Regions from separate parts of the Rattus norvegicus genome. Here region 1 is linked to region 2. Evidence: chromatin contacts called from public Hi-C data. All regions are on one chromosome and are shown on one strand. Each heading gives the region's core, a stretch centred on a gene start, on an enhancer-like site or on the middle of the called end of the contact. The rest is flanking DNA. Distances are from core to core; before and after follow the strand shown. Region 1 overlaps Ppil1 (peptidylprolyl isomerase like 1). Region 2 overlaps Cdkn1a (cyclin-dependent kinase inhibitor 1A).

Region 1 (6,313 bases), core at 814-3,313, 140 kb after region 2:
AGAAGAGGGGGCTGTTGCTGCCCCACCGCCCTGGCTGTCTCTCCTAGCGGTACCTGTACAGGGCAAGCCTGGGAAGCCGCTGAGGATGAAATCCCTACTCCCCCCCCCCCCCCCCTTAAGCTCTAAATTGATTTTCACGCCATGCGACTCGTATTTGCTTGCCTGGCTGCAGAGGTAACTGAAATGTGCACAGAAGGCCAGGAGCCTGGCTTTGTGTGCAAGCCGAGGTCCCGGAGGCCCTGCCCTGGCGAGCCTGCTGGAGTCTTCAGCTGCCTGCCGAGATTTCCCTGAGTTTATTAGCTCTGCTTCCCACTCCCGGCAGCTCATCAGACACATTCTCGTTGGCCTGCCTCCTCTACCTTTGGCTAGGAATGGCTGCCCTGACCGAGGGAAATGGCTGTTCTCCGGTTCTCTGATAATTCCATCAGCCCTTAGGTGAGACTCAGGTGTCAGGCTTGTGCCACCGGCCTAGAGCAGTTGTCTTACCATCCTCTCTGCTGGGATCTCTGTTCATTAGGTTTCCCCCAGTAGGGAAAAGATAGGGTCAGGGGTATAATTCCATGGCACAGGTTTTCTTCAGTATGTTCCATGCTCTGGGTCCTATAGGTACACACACACACACACACACACACACACACACACACACACACGTGAACTTCCAGCATGACCAGCATGACAGAGGGACAAAGCAAACCAGGGAGGAAGGTTATTTTGCAGCCCTGCATTTGAGGATCCACTGGAACCAGAAGTGTAAGGCCGCCCCACCATGACCTGAGCTCACCAAGTCCCTCGTTCCTCCTGTTTCCGGAAAAGGAGCCACAAAAAGCAAAGTCTTCAGGATTGAACGTGGCTGCAAACAACGGTAAACTGTGGATTCCCCTCCCTTTGATGACTTTGCCTACGTGTATATGCTGACCCGGAATAGCCACTTTCCCTGTCAGTTAATGAGGAAGCAGAGATGTGCCCGGCCCCTCCCCCACACCGCCTCTGCCTGTATTGAGTACACCGGGCACAGCTCTTAACGGAGCCCAGCCAGACCCTTGAGGAGGGGAAAGTGGTTTCCATGAGCCTGGCACAGCGGTTCGGCCATTACATTTCTGACCCAATTAACACGCTGATCAGGGTCATGTGTGTCCTGGGCCCCAGCGGCCGGCTTCTGGGAAGGAGCCTGAGAGTACAGAGCAGGGTGGATGTCCCCACCTGCAAGGTCATCTTCCCCCTCTATGTATCAAGACGGGGACAACGGAAAAAGAGCTAAACTCAGCAAGACATCCCCAAGTCCGTCCCTCGATAGCGATAGGGGCTTTGGGCCCATTGTTCCGTCTATTCACTCACTTTACTGGGCTTTGGTCCTCAGTTTGTTCATCTAGAAATGGGTGTAATAAGGTCAGCCTCGGTTTGGGTGATAAAGACAGAAATGCACACTGGAGGGTGGCGGCGACATGTGCCTTTAATCCCAGTGCTCGGATCTCTGAGTTCAAGGCCAGTCTGGTCTGTAGAGAGTTCCAGGACAGTCAGAGATACAGAGAGATCCTGTCTCAAAACAAAGCAAAACAAAAACAAAGACAGAAATACTCAAGTTGAACTGTTTTCTCAAGCGAAGTTATTTCCTGGCTAATGTCAGTGAAGGACTCCGGATTACCACAGAAAGGATGATTTTACTGCTCGGGGAGGACTAAACAGAGAGGAGAAGCCAGCTTTTTAGGCCCAGGCCCCAGGCTCCTGCAGCCCAGACCTGGGAGTGTCTGCCTAGACTAGCTGACAGAAGGTGGAGCACCCTGGCTCTCGTAGGCTCATTCTGCTGGGCTCAAAGCTCAATTCTAGTTGGTGGCAATCTGAGCAGTCCTCGGTTTTCTTCATTCCAAGAGCAGCTGGCTTCGGCTTAGTAAAATCATGAAAGGTGTTTCTGTCTTCTGAAGCAGCCGCAAGGCTAAACTGCATTCACAGCGGCCTCTAGTGGCAGACTTCCAAAATAGCGTGCGAAATGCAAACTTGGCAGCTGGAGGAAATCTTCTCAAATTGACCTACATTCAGTCTTGAAGCTGAAACCAGAGTTCAAACCTCAGCCTGACGAACAGGGAGGCTCAATTCAAGGTGTCACGTGGCTCTCCAAGGTGACACGAAGACCTCACACTCCTGCGTTCGCACGTCTTGCCCTGTGGTTTTAGACAGGGGTCTTAAAAAGACTTATTTTAATGTGTTTGTATGAGTTCATGTGTAGGTACCGTGTGTGTGCAGGAGCCCATGCAGGCCAACAGGGAGAGTCAGACGCCCTGAGTTAACTGGAGTTACAGGCTGCTGTGAATCCCCATGTGGGTGCTGAGAGCTGAATGCTGGTCCTCTGCCCGAGAAGCAGGCACCTGCTCTTATTGCTGAGCCATCTCCCACCCAGATACAACTCTCGAATTTTTGTTTTTCCCTCTGGAAGGCAGGGACCCCGCTATGTAGGCCAGAGTGGTCTCAGGCTCGCCACCACAGGCGGGATTCCAAATCACCAGTTTGGAAGAACAAGCAGGAGTGCGAGGTCTCCATGGGACCAGCCCAGCCTTCTTGAGGCTGCTGGACCGGCCTCTTTCCGGACGCTTACCTGCATCACAGGGGCCTATTCTTTGGAACCCGGTTCTAAGGGCACGGAGTGCTTCTTGGCAGGAAGCACTCAACTCGAACACATGTTCCTGCCAATGCTTTTCCTCCTCCGCACCCTGCAAGCGTGGTGCCGGAGGGGCCACGGGGAGGCTCAGATTGGCTCGAGGATCTGGGTGGGGGGAGGAGCAGTTTGTGGGGAAAGCTATTTTGACATATTCTGGAGACGGGATCCAAAAATAAACGAAGCCGAGGACTTCCAGAGGGCTGAGTGGAAAGGGCTTTTGCTGTCACACCAGCCAAACCAGGATCTGTGACTCTGGGCGCAGCGATTTTGGCCAACGAGCCTCCGTTTCTTTTCTGATGGAGGACGTTTTATTTGATTCACTCGGCAATGTCCTCAAAGCGTTTCGAAGGTGCTGGGACACCACGGAATGAGAACAGGGCAGGGCCTTGCTGAGGTCAAAGCACAGAGGGAAGAGGCTGTGAGGGGAGGCTCCTGGGGATGGGCATAGAGAAGCAGGGGGGTAGGAGGAGTCAGGTGCAGTGGAAGGGCACTTACCTGGCAAATAGGAGGTCCTGGGTTCTCTGCCCCAACATTGGGATGGAATGAACGCGCGCGCGCGCGTGCGCGCACACACACACACACACACACACACACAGACAGGAGGCTGAAGAGGCATGTCGTGTTGTGGCTTTAAGGTCTATTGGTACCAGAAGCTGGCTTTTAAAAAGTGTTTCCGGTACCAGATCCTGCTCGGAATACCTATTCTGCCGTGAGCAGTACTGTGATCCCATTGCAGAGGACCGCCGTGAGTTCAAGGCCGGCCTCTGACCCCGACGCCGATTTTTGGATGAGGGGATCGAAAGTTGAAGATCATTCCTAGCTACAGAGAGTTAAGGGCTGCCTGGGATACACGAGGACCTGTGAGGACCTGTCCCGGATAACGAGAACCCAAGGAAAGAAGTGTTTCCAGGTTGCTTCACAGGTGTCTTATGGCTGCAGAGTTCCCTCCCTTCTCTGCCACTTGTCTCACTGACCGCTCCACTTCAGGCGGGCGCTGTGGTGCTCACACAGCAGGGCCTGGTACTCAGTATAATACCTAAGGGGCACGCACAGCAGGGCTCTGTCCTCTGGTGTCCCTCTCAGCAGTCAGAGCGGTGGGGGGGGGGGGGAGCGCTGAACTCAGCCTGGGCTTTCTCTTCTCTCCCCAGGCCTTGGAGGGGCAGACCGAGGGGTCAAGGACCTGCCTGCTTTATGCTGTTGCAAAAATTCCCTCTTCAGGTTCCTGTTAGACAAACGTGACTTCGTGTCTTGCTACCTGAAGTGTGGCACCATCTCCAGGGGCCTGAATGCTTACGCACTGTGCCTGAGCACAGACGGGCCAGCTCGCACAACTTACAGCATGGGCGCTTGGCTCTGGGCTTCTTCCGCTGATTTTACACCTAACCTCAAACCTCCTCTCCAAGTCTAGACTCTTCCCACAGAGGTTACTTCTTTCTGTCCTTTGTTGAGTCCCCCAAGCCTTTCATTATTCCTACCTAAGTCAGAAACTGGCTCCTTCTCTACCACCCAAGGTGAGAACGGGTCACCCGTACCCTACTGTCACACCAACAGTCTAATGGTCCTTACTTACCCTGACACAGCTGACAGGCTAACTCAGTGGGATCCCTGCTAACCAGGCTTCCGGGCATGGAGACAAGGTGTCTGTACCTCAGGCTTCCGAGCAGGTCCCCTCTTCTGAGGCCCTGCGCTGTGCCAGCGGGTAGCTGCCTTGGCATGTGTGTGGAGACTTTTCTAGAAGCCAGGAACAATGCCTGTGCTGCTCTCTTGCTCTGTGTATGCAGAACCATAACCTCACAGTAATGTCGGTTCTCCTACTAGCTTGGAGCCGCTGACACAGGGACCAGTGATAATTCTGGGAGGTGGCAGATGGGTGTCTTGTGCCTTGAGAGGCAGCCCCGGGACGGCTGGAGGACATATGTCACCAACAGAGTGTGCGACTCTGCATCCCAACACCATCTTCAGGGCTGGTTGGTGGGTTTTCCTTTTTCTTCGTTATTGAGAGAATATTTTGTTTCTGTGCTCAAACCCATGCACAAAAGGCCCTTACACATTAAACCAGCTACACTAACCCTGGATAAATGACAATTAGGTTGAACCTTTCCTGCACCAGTATGGCTGCTAACTTCTGTACAATGCACGGTGTTTTCATTGCCGGGAGGAACGGGAGCTTGTGGAATGGGACTTAGGTCACTTCCCAAAACGTACACAGTAACACACAACACCTTAAGAGGTTCCCAGTGTGAGGAAGTGAAGCCATGCAGGGTGCTGCCTCGGGCCCACGGCAGCGTGGGGGTGGATCTCCTCCCCCTGCAAGGGATGACTGTGTCCCTCCGTAAACCCACCTAATCAACTCAACACACACGGGGGAGGAGGAAACCTCAAAGGAGGAAGGGCTTTCACCTGCCCTGTGAGGCATTTTCCTGACGCTGATAAGGACCTGCACAGCTCACTGTGGGCGGCACCATTCCTAGGCAGGTGGGCCTGAGATTTAAGGAAGATGGCTGAGCAAGGGAGGGAAGCAAGCCAGGGAGCTGCCCCTCCCGAGGTCTCCGCTTGAGTTCTTCCTGCCCCATCTTCCCTTGATGGCAGAGTGCGATCTGGGAGTTGGAGGATGAAATGAACCCTTTCCTCCTGCACACTGCTTCTGCTCGGTGTTTGATCACAGCAGCTGAGTAACTAGAGCACACGCAGTCCACCGGCAGCTCATCCCCTCCCTCCCTTAGAGCGCCTGCCGGGAGACATCACTCGAGGCTTCCCTTGGTTCTGCTCTGCCTCGTTCCAGCATGAGCTGCTCTTGCATGGGGGAAGCTAATGGAGACTCAGGAGCAGGCAGCATGACTCTTGAAGACAGGAATGCGACAGCACCCCTCACCTCCACTAAGAGCCGGGTGGGTGGGGCATGCCCTTGGTCCCATCACTTGAGGCCGAGGCACTCTGAGTTTGAGGCCAGCCTGGTCTATACAGGAAGTTAAGGCCAGCAAGTGCTACACAGTGACAGCTGGGCTCAAAAAGAAAAAAGGCTGAGAATCTAGAATGATACCAGACCACAGCAGTGGTTTCATCTACCAATGATGTTTTATTCTGGAAGTTTCTGTGTATTACATAGGCATTAACACCTTTCTTCTTACCCTACCCCTTCAAATCCAGAAAGAGTTAAAAAAAAAAAAGACATAAAAACCTCTTACCTATTTTCTCTAAAGCCCTAAAAAGTGTCACTTCCCGTGGGGAGGCCCTGAAGGCCTGGCCTTGTACTCACTAGACTCCCACTCCCTCCCGGAGGAAAAATGGCCAGCGCTTCTGCTTCCAACCATCCCGATCACTCCACATTATCATTCCCCACTTGACACCTTCTTAGCGACTTGATTGTTGGATGCATTTTTCATTTGGCAACAATTCAATGCGGCTTTGCGTGGGATGTTCAGTGTCAGAAGCAGAGGCTCTGAGACAGAGAGAGAGAGCTGTTCACATTCCTGGAGAACGCACGCTGGAGGCTACGCAGTTAACCCGCTCATCAACGCGCCTGCTGTTCAAGTCTGTAACTGTCGGCCGGAATACAAATGTCCCCAGAGACAACCCCTCTGGTTCAGAGTAGGTATGTGTGACGCTGAGTCACGCGGCCCCCCATGTCATCCGGACAACAGCTCACTAGGACCGGGGTGGACT
Region 2 (5,690 bases), core at 1,888-4,387:
ACAGGCTAGGCTAGCCTGGTGACCTGGAACTCATAGAGATTTGCCATAACAGGGGGCTCAATCTATATTAAAAAAAAAAGCTCTCCAAAGTGATTTTGATGGACCCCTCTGGTCATACCTTTCAACATGAGAAGAAGAGAGAACGGTTCAATACAAGACCAAAAGGGTCTGAATTCAACCCTCCACGAGTGAGCCCTGTGACTTTGGACACACATTCTGAGCCTTGGTGGGCTCTGCCCGAAAGGGATGTGATATCACCATCGATTAACAGTGGTGATAACTGCAATCCTGGCACACTGGAGGCCGAGGCAGGAGGATGACTGTGAGTTCAGGTGGGCCTGGCCTACATAGTGAGCCCCTGCCTCAAAGACATCAGAGGACAGGAAGGAAGTGGAACTAGTGAATATCAGCCATGTTTTAGGAAGACTGCTACTTGTGCACTGCTTAGTGGACAGCTTTCTTAGTCCAGTGTTTTGTTCATCTCTTAGCCAGGCTCCCACAACGCAGACCAGGCTGGCCTTGATCTCACAGACCTCTTGCCTCTGCCTCCCAAGGGCTGCGTTTTGGGGAGGGGCTGTTTTAGGTATTTATCGAAGCCACAGCGCTGGCCACATTCCCTATGTGGTAGCTAAGGTGGATCCTGAACTTCTTTCCCTGCCTCTGCCTCCAGACTGCTAGGATTACAGGTGTGTGCCACCACACCCAGTTTTATAGAAAGCGTTTTGTTTGCTAGGCCCGGTGCCCTGAGCCCCAGCGTCTCCATCTCTCCTGGCTTCTTACCTTGAATCACAGTCTGGGTACCCTCCCTCTCTCTCCCAGCTGTGGGCAAATTCACCCTGAGGTCTTAAGGAGCTGGGGCTGTATGTGGTAAGAGTCCAGGGCGCCTCGCCTGAGGAAGCCACAGGGCACGCCTTGCAAAGCTCAAAAGCTGGAGGGCTGGAGCCATGCCCGAGAGAGCCCAGTCCCTCCTTAGGAGCTGCGTCTCCTCGTCTTGGAGTCAGGCCAGAGCAGGCAGGATCGGCCACTCAGGTATCCCTCCTTCCTGGAGAGGAGCCAGGTCAACCAGCACCTATGATTTTTCTGTAAAACGGGTTCCTTAGGCACAGGCTGTAGGCGCACCCGGGGCTGGGAGGTGTCTAGACTCCAGATTACCTGACATGCCTGGCAGGATGTGGCTCAGCCTGGGAGAGGGCCGTAACCCTGCTCCACTCCTTCAGACTTTCTTTTCCCCCCAAGGCATCCTTGGGAAAAGGCCTCCAGCCTGTGGCACCTGTCAGTGGCAGTCTAGAGGGAGGGGCCGGGAGGAGGCTCTGGCAGAACTGGGGGTGGAGAGGATTACAGCCTCCATTTTCCAAGGGGCTACACTCACTGAGCTCATCCTCAAATTGGGAGCCCAGAGATGTTAAGATACATAGTAGGGGGTCGCCCAGCAAAGCCTTGATTTTGATCTAGGCAGCCCAGCTCTGGTGTTCTCCTCTCTCTCCCAGACAACATGCCAGCTGCCCGAGAATGCTACCACACTGGCTAAGAAACTGAGGCCGGAGACATGGTGTCGCTTTTAAAAACTGGTGCTGGGTTGGGGATTTAGCTCAGTGGGGGTTGGGGATTTAGCTCAGTGGTAGAGCGCTTGCCTAGGAAGCGCAAGGCCCTGGGTTCGGTCCCCAGCTCCGGGAAAAAAAAAGAACCAAAAACAAAAAACAAAACAAAACAAAACAAAAAAAAAAAACAAAAAACTGGTGCCAAAAAGGGGGTGGGGAGTGGAGAGATGGTTCAGTGGTTAAGAGTGGTTAAGACTGCTCTTCCAGAGGTCCTGAGTTCAATTCCCAGCAACCACATGGTGGCTCACAACCATCTGTCATGGGGATCCAATGATCTCTTCTGGTGTCTGAGGACAGTGACAACGTACCCACATATATATAAACTGGTGCCAAATAGCAGTGCCCAATGCTATGGTTTGTGTGTCTTATCCCAAGGTCCAGGGCACTTTTGATTGGCAGGAAGGAGTTACCCCCAAGGACGGCAGGATAGGGGACTGTTGGGAAACCGCTGGACCTTGGTGATTCACACACATTTGGGATGTTGACACCCACGAAGGACACTTTAGCACAAGTCATTGATTTTAGCTAGTAGTCTTCCTGGTGTAAACAGGACCGTGACCCCTGCTTCTGCAGCGTATTGGCTTCTGTGGACATCAGCTGTGACCTCTGGGGTGCAGGGCCGGCTGAACTCAACACCCACCTTAGTCTCTTGGTGTGGTGGGAAAGCACCTAGGAGGACCAGAGGGAACTGGAAGATTGTTTTTTTTTGTTTTTTTTTTTCCCCCGGAGCTGGGGACCGAACCCAGGGCCTTGCACTTGCTAGGCAAGCGCTCTACCACTGAGCTAAATCCCCAACCCCGGAACTGGAAGATTGTGACTGGTAGTGTAGTTTCCATAGTGACCTGGGTCTTTCCTGTGTTTCAGCCACAGGCACCATGTCCGATCCTGGTGATGTCCGACCTGTTCCACACAGGAGCAAAGTATGCCGTCGTCTGTTCGGTCCCGTGGACAGTGAGCAGTTGAGCCGCGATTGCGATGCGCTCATGGCGAGCTGTCTCCAGGAGGCCCGAGAACGGTGGAACTTTGACTTCGCCACTGAGACGCCACTGGAGGGCAACTACGTCTGGGAGCGTGTTCGGAGCCCAGGGCTGCCCAAGATCTACCTGAGCCCTGGGTCCCGCCGCCGTGATGACCTGGGAGGGGACAAGAGGCCCAGTACCTCCTCGGCCCTGCTGCAGGGGCCAGGGCCAGCTCCGGAGGACCACGTGGCCTTGTCGCTGTCTTGCACTCTGGTGTCTCACGCCCCTGAGAGGCCTGAAGACTCCCCGGGCGGGACCGGGACATCTCAGGGCCGAAAACGGAGGCAGACCAGCCTAACAGGTAAGGACAGGAGAAGGGGAGGCAAGATACTGCGGGAGGCCTGGAGAGGCGAGGCCGCCTGCTGAGGATCGCCTTTGCAGAGAACATTCCAGCCAGCACCAAGCCATTCCGAGCGAACAGCTGACGGTCACATGATCCAGGCCTTTTTCTCTGCTTTGAACGGAAGGCCCAGGATAGTGTGGGGTTTGGCAGTAGAGCATTTGGCCTGGAACCCACTAGGGAAGAGCTTGTGTGTGTGTGTGGGGAGTGCTGACGTAGTAGTCCACGCCCTAGGCTCCACCCCCCGTACTGCCAACTCAGTAAACAAATAAGAAGGGAGAAAGACTGGAGGGATGGCACGGCTACTGCTCTTCAAGGGGCCTGAGTTCGATTCCCTGCACCGGGTGCTCCACGATTTCCTATAACTAACTCCAGCTTGCGGGGTGGGGGTGGGGGAATCTAGCCTCTCTAGAGCCCTAGCCCTCTGACGAGGAGGAGGTGTAGTGCCCTGTAGCTTTTCCCCAGGACTCGCCACATGTCCCTTTGTCTGGGGAATGATGCCCTCACCCTCTGCATCTGGCCTGACATCTGTTCTCTCTGCAGATTTCTATCACTCCAAGCGCCGATTGGTCTTCTGCAAGAGAAAGCCCTGAAGTGCCCACGGGAGGCTCGCCTTCTTCTGCTGTGGGTCAGGAGGCCTCTTCCCCATCTTCTGCCTTAGCCTTCATTCAGTGTGTCTTAATTATTATTTGTGTTTTAATTTAAACTTCTCCTGTATATACTCTGCCTGCCCCCTCCCAGCCTCCAAACTTAGTTATTTAAAAAACAAAACAAAACAATGAAATTAGTAGGACGGTAGGCTCCTTAGTGCTGTTTTTTTTTTTTTTTTTTTTTTTTTTTTATGTAGACCATTATTTAAGTCCTTCTCAACCCAAGCTGTGTTTCTGATCCTGGCGGGATGGTCCTGGCGGGATGGTCGCACTGGCCTCATGCCATCTGCATCTCGCATCTCGCCCAATCCCCGCCCCTCCCCCCTAACTCCTCCCCCGCCCCCACTCCCTGCCTGGTTCCTTGCCACTTCTTACCTGGGGGCGATCCTCAGACCTGAATAGCACTTTGGACAACTGAGTAGGACTTCGGGGTCTCCTTGTCACCTCTAAGGCCCGCTAGGATGACAGTGAAGCAGTCACAGCCTAGAACAAAGATGCCCGGTTAGGACCTAAGCGTACCGTCCAGAGCCTTGACATTTACTCAGACCTGTGAAGATCCTTTGCCACTCCTGGGGACCCCGCCTCCCCTGTGGGTCTCTGCCAGCTGCCCCTCTATTTTTGAGGGTTAATCTGGTGATCTGCTGCTCTCCCTTCCTCAGACCCTTCCCCTCCCCAGGTTGGCAGGAGGCATCCTTTCCCTCGCCACGGCTCAGTGGACCAGAAGGGAACGGGTACACAGGGTACACTAAGTGGGGTTTCCTGGTCCTACCTCAGGCAGCTCCAGTGGCAACTGCCCTTCTTATGGGTCTAGGGTAGGTCCTTGGTGACGAGACGGGCTTCCCAGAGCATCCCTGTGTGTGTGGTATGTGGTGGTGGTGGGGGGTGGACTTATCTGGGATGGGGACCCCAGCCGCTGAAGTCCTCAGTGACTTGTCCCATTTCTTAGTAGTTGTACAAGGAGTCAGGCCAAGATGGTGCCTCGGGGGCTGAGGGAGCTCACAGGAACTGAGCAGTGACTGGTCCTTTCCCAGTATTGAATACTGAGCCCCTGTGGGTGTCGAAGCACTTAGTGGGTCTGGCCCCAACCCCAAACACCCCTGTTTCTGTAACACCCTGAGCTGGACTGTTTATCTTTAGCCGGGAGAACATGTATTTTGGTCCCTTCCCTGTCTCCGCTCAGATTGTAAACCTCCCACGTGTGGGGATCACACCCTGCACTGTCCCGAATCTTTACACCCTATCCCAAAGCTGGTGCTCAATAAATACTTCTAGATGATTTGTAATGTCTTGTTATTAGAGGAAATGGGGGGAGGGGGAGTTGTTTGCATGCACCCGGGGTGTGCGTCTACAAGGGTACACATATGTGATTTTTCCCACCAGTGATGGGACTTGAACCTATGTCCTTGAGCAAGATAGGCAAGAAGTCCACCACTGAGTTGTACTCCTGGCTCTTTGCTTTCATTTTGAGACAAAATTTGTAGGGTTTTTTTTTTTTTTTTCCTCATATCAAACTTAGTCAGGATTTGCGGCAAGCGTGTTTACCCTTAGAGCCCTAATGTGCCCATAGGAGCCTCACCCTCGTCGGCGCTGGGCCAGGAGGCTGCTTCCCCATCTTCTGCCTTAGCCTTCATTCTGTATGTGTTCATTACGACAAATTATTATTATTATTATTTTTTTTCGGAGCTGGGGGACCGAACCCAGGGCCTTCCGCTTGCTAGGCAAGTGCTCTACCACTGAGCTAAATCCCCAATCCCACGACAAATTATTAATAACAGATTATTATGTGTGTTTTAATTTAAACTTCTCCTGTATGGATTCTGCCTGGCCTCTCCCAGCCTTCAACCTCCAGTCTCTCACTGGCCCCAGAAAGATCTCAATTTCATTTTTTAAAAAAAAATTAGCATTCTAGTCCTTGATTGTTTTATGCATGTGTCTTTTTTTTTTTTCTCTTTTTTTTTCGGAGCTGGGATGCATGTGTCTTTTAATCCTGTGTTACTTATTAAGTTGCTTATACAAGGCTTAAACTTGTGGCTGTGCTACAACCTCCCTGGAGTTCCAGGACCCTGACACCGAGCCAGATGCC

The links. Hi-C and Micro-C count contacts between places; a contact is called where the count stands out from the background.
Region 1: a Hi-C map of frontal cortex shows a contact between it and region 2, with 2.9 times the contacts expected there. The contact joins two enhancer-like sites. A contact is called at or near these places in 5 of 12 Hi-C or Micro-C datasets (the A7r5 cell line, Schwann cells, frontal cortex and 2 more).

What each region holds. Positions count from the first base shown.
Region 1 is chr20:7,298,213-7,304,525 of GRCr8, forward strand. Ppil1 (peptidylprolyl isomerase like 1) reads right to left here. Exons shown (of 4, transcript NM_001034188.1): 4 at 5,707-6,313. Among named protein-coding and RNA genes, the nearest start is that of Cpne5, 11 kb to the left of the region's middle. Within about 2 kb of position 2,064, at least 25 of the 93 cell types and tissues checked have an H3K27ac peak or open chromatin away from gene starts, as enhancers often do.
Region 2 is chr20:7,156,489-7,162,178 of GRCr8, forward strand. Cdkn1a (cyclin-dependent kinase inhibitor 1A) reads left to right here. Exons shown (of 3, transcript NM_080782.4): 2 at 2,463-2,918; 3 at 3,501-4,885. The coding sequence starts at 2,474. The coding sequence ends at 3,550. Among named protein-coding and RNA genes, the nearest start is that of Rab44, 6.9 kb to the right of the region's middle. Within about 2 kb of position 3,138, at least 25 of the 93 cell types and tissues checked have an H3K27ac peak or open chromatin away from gene starts, as enhancers often do.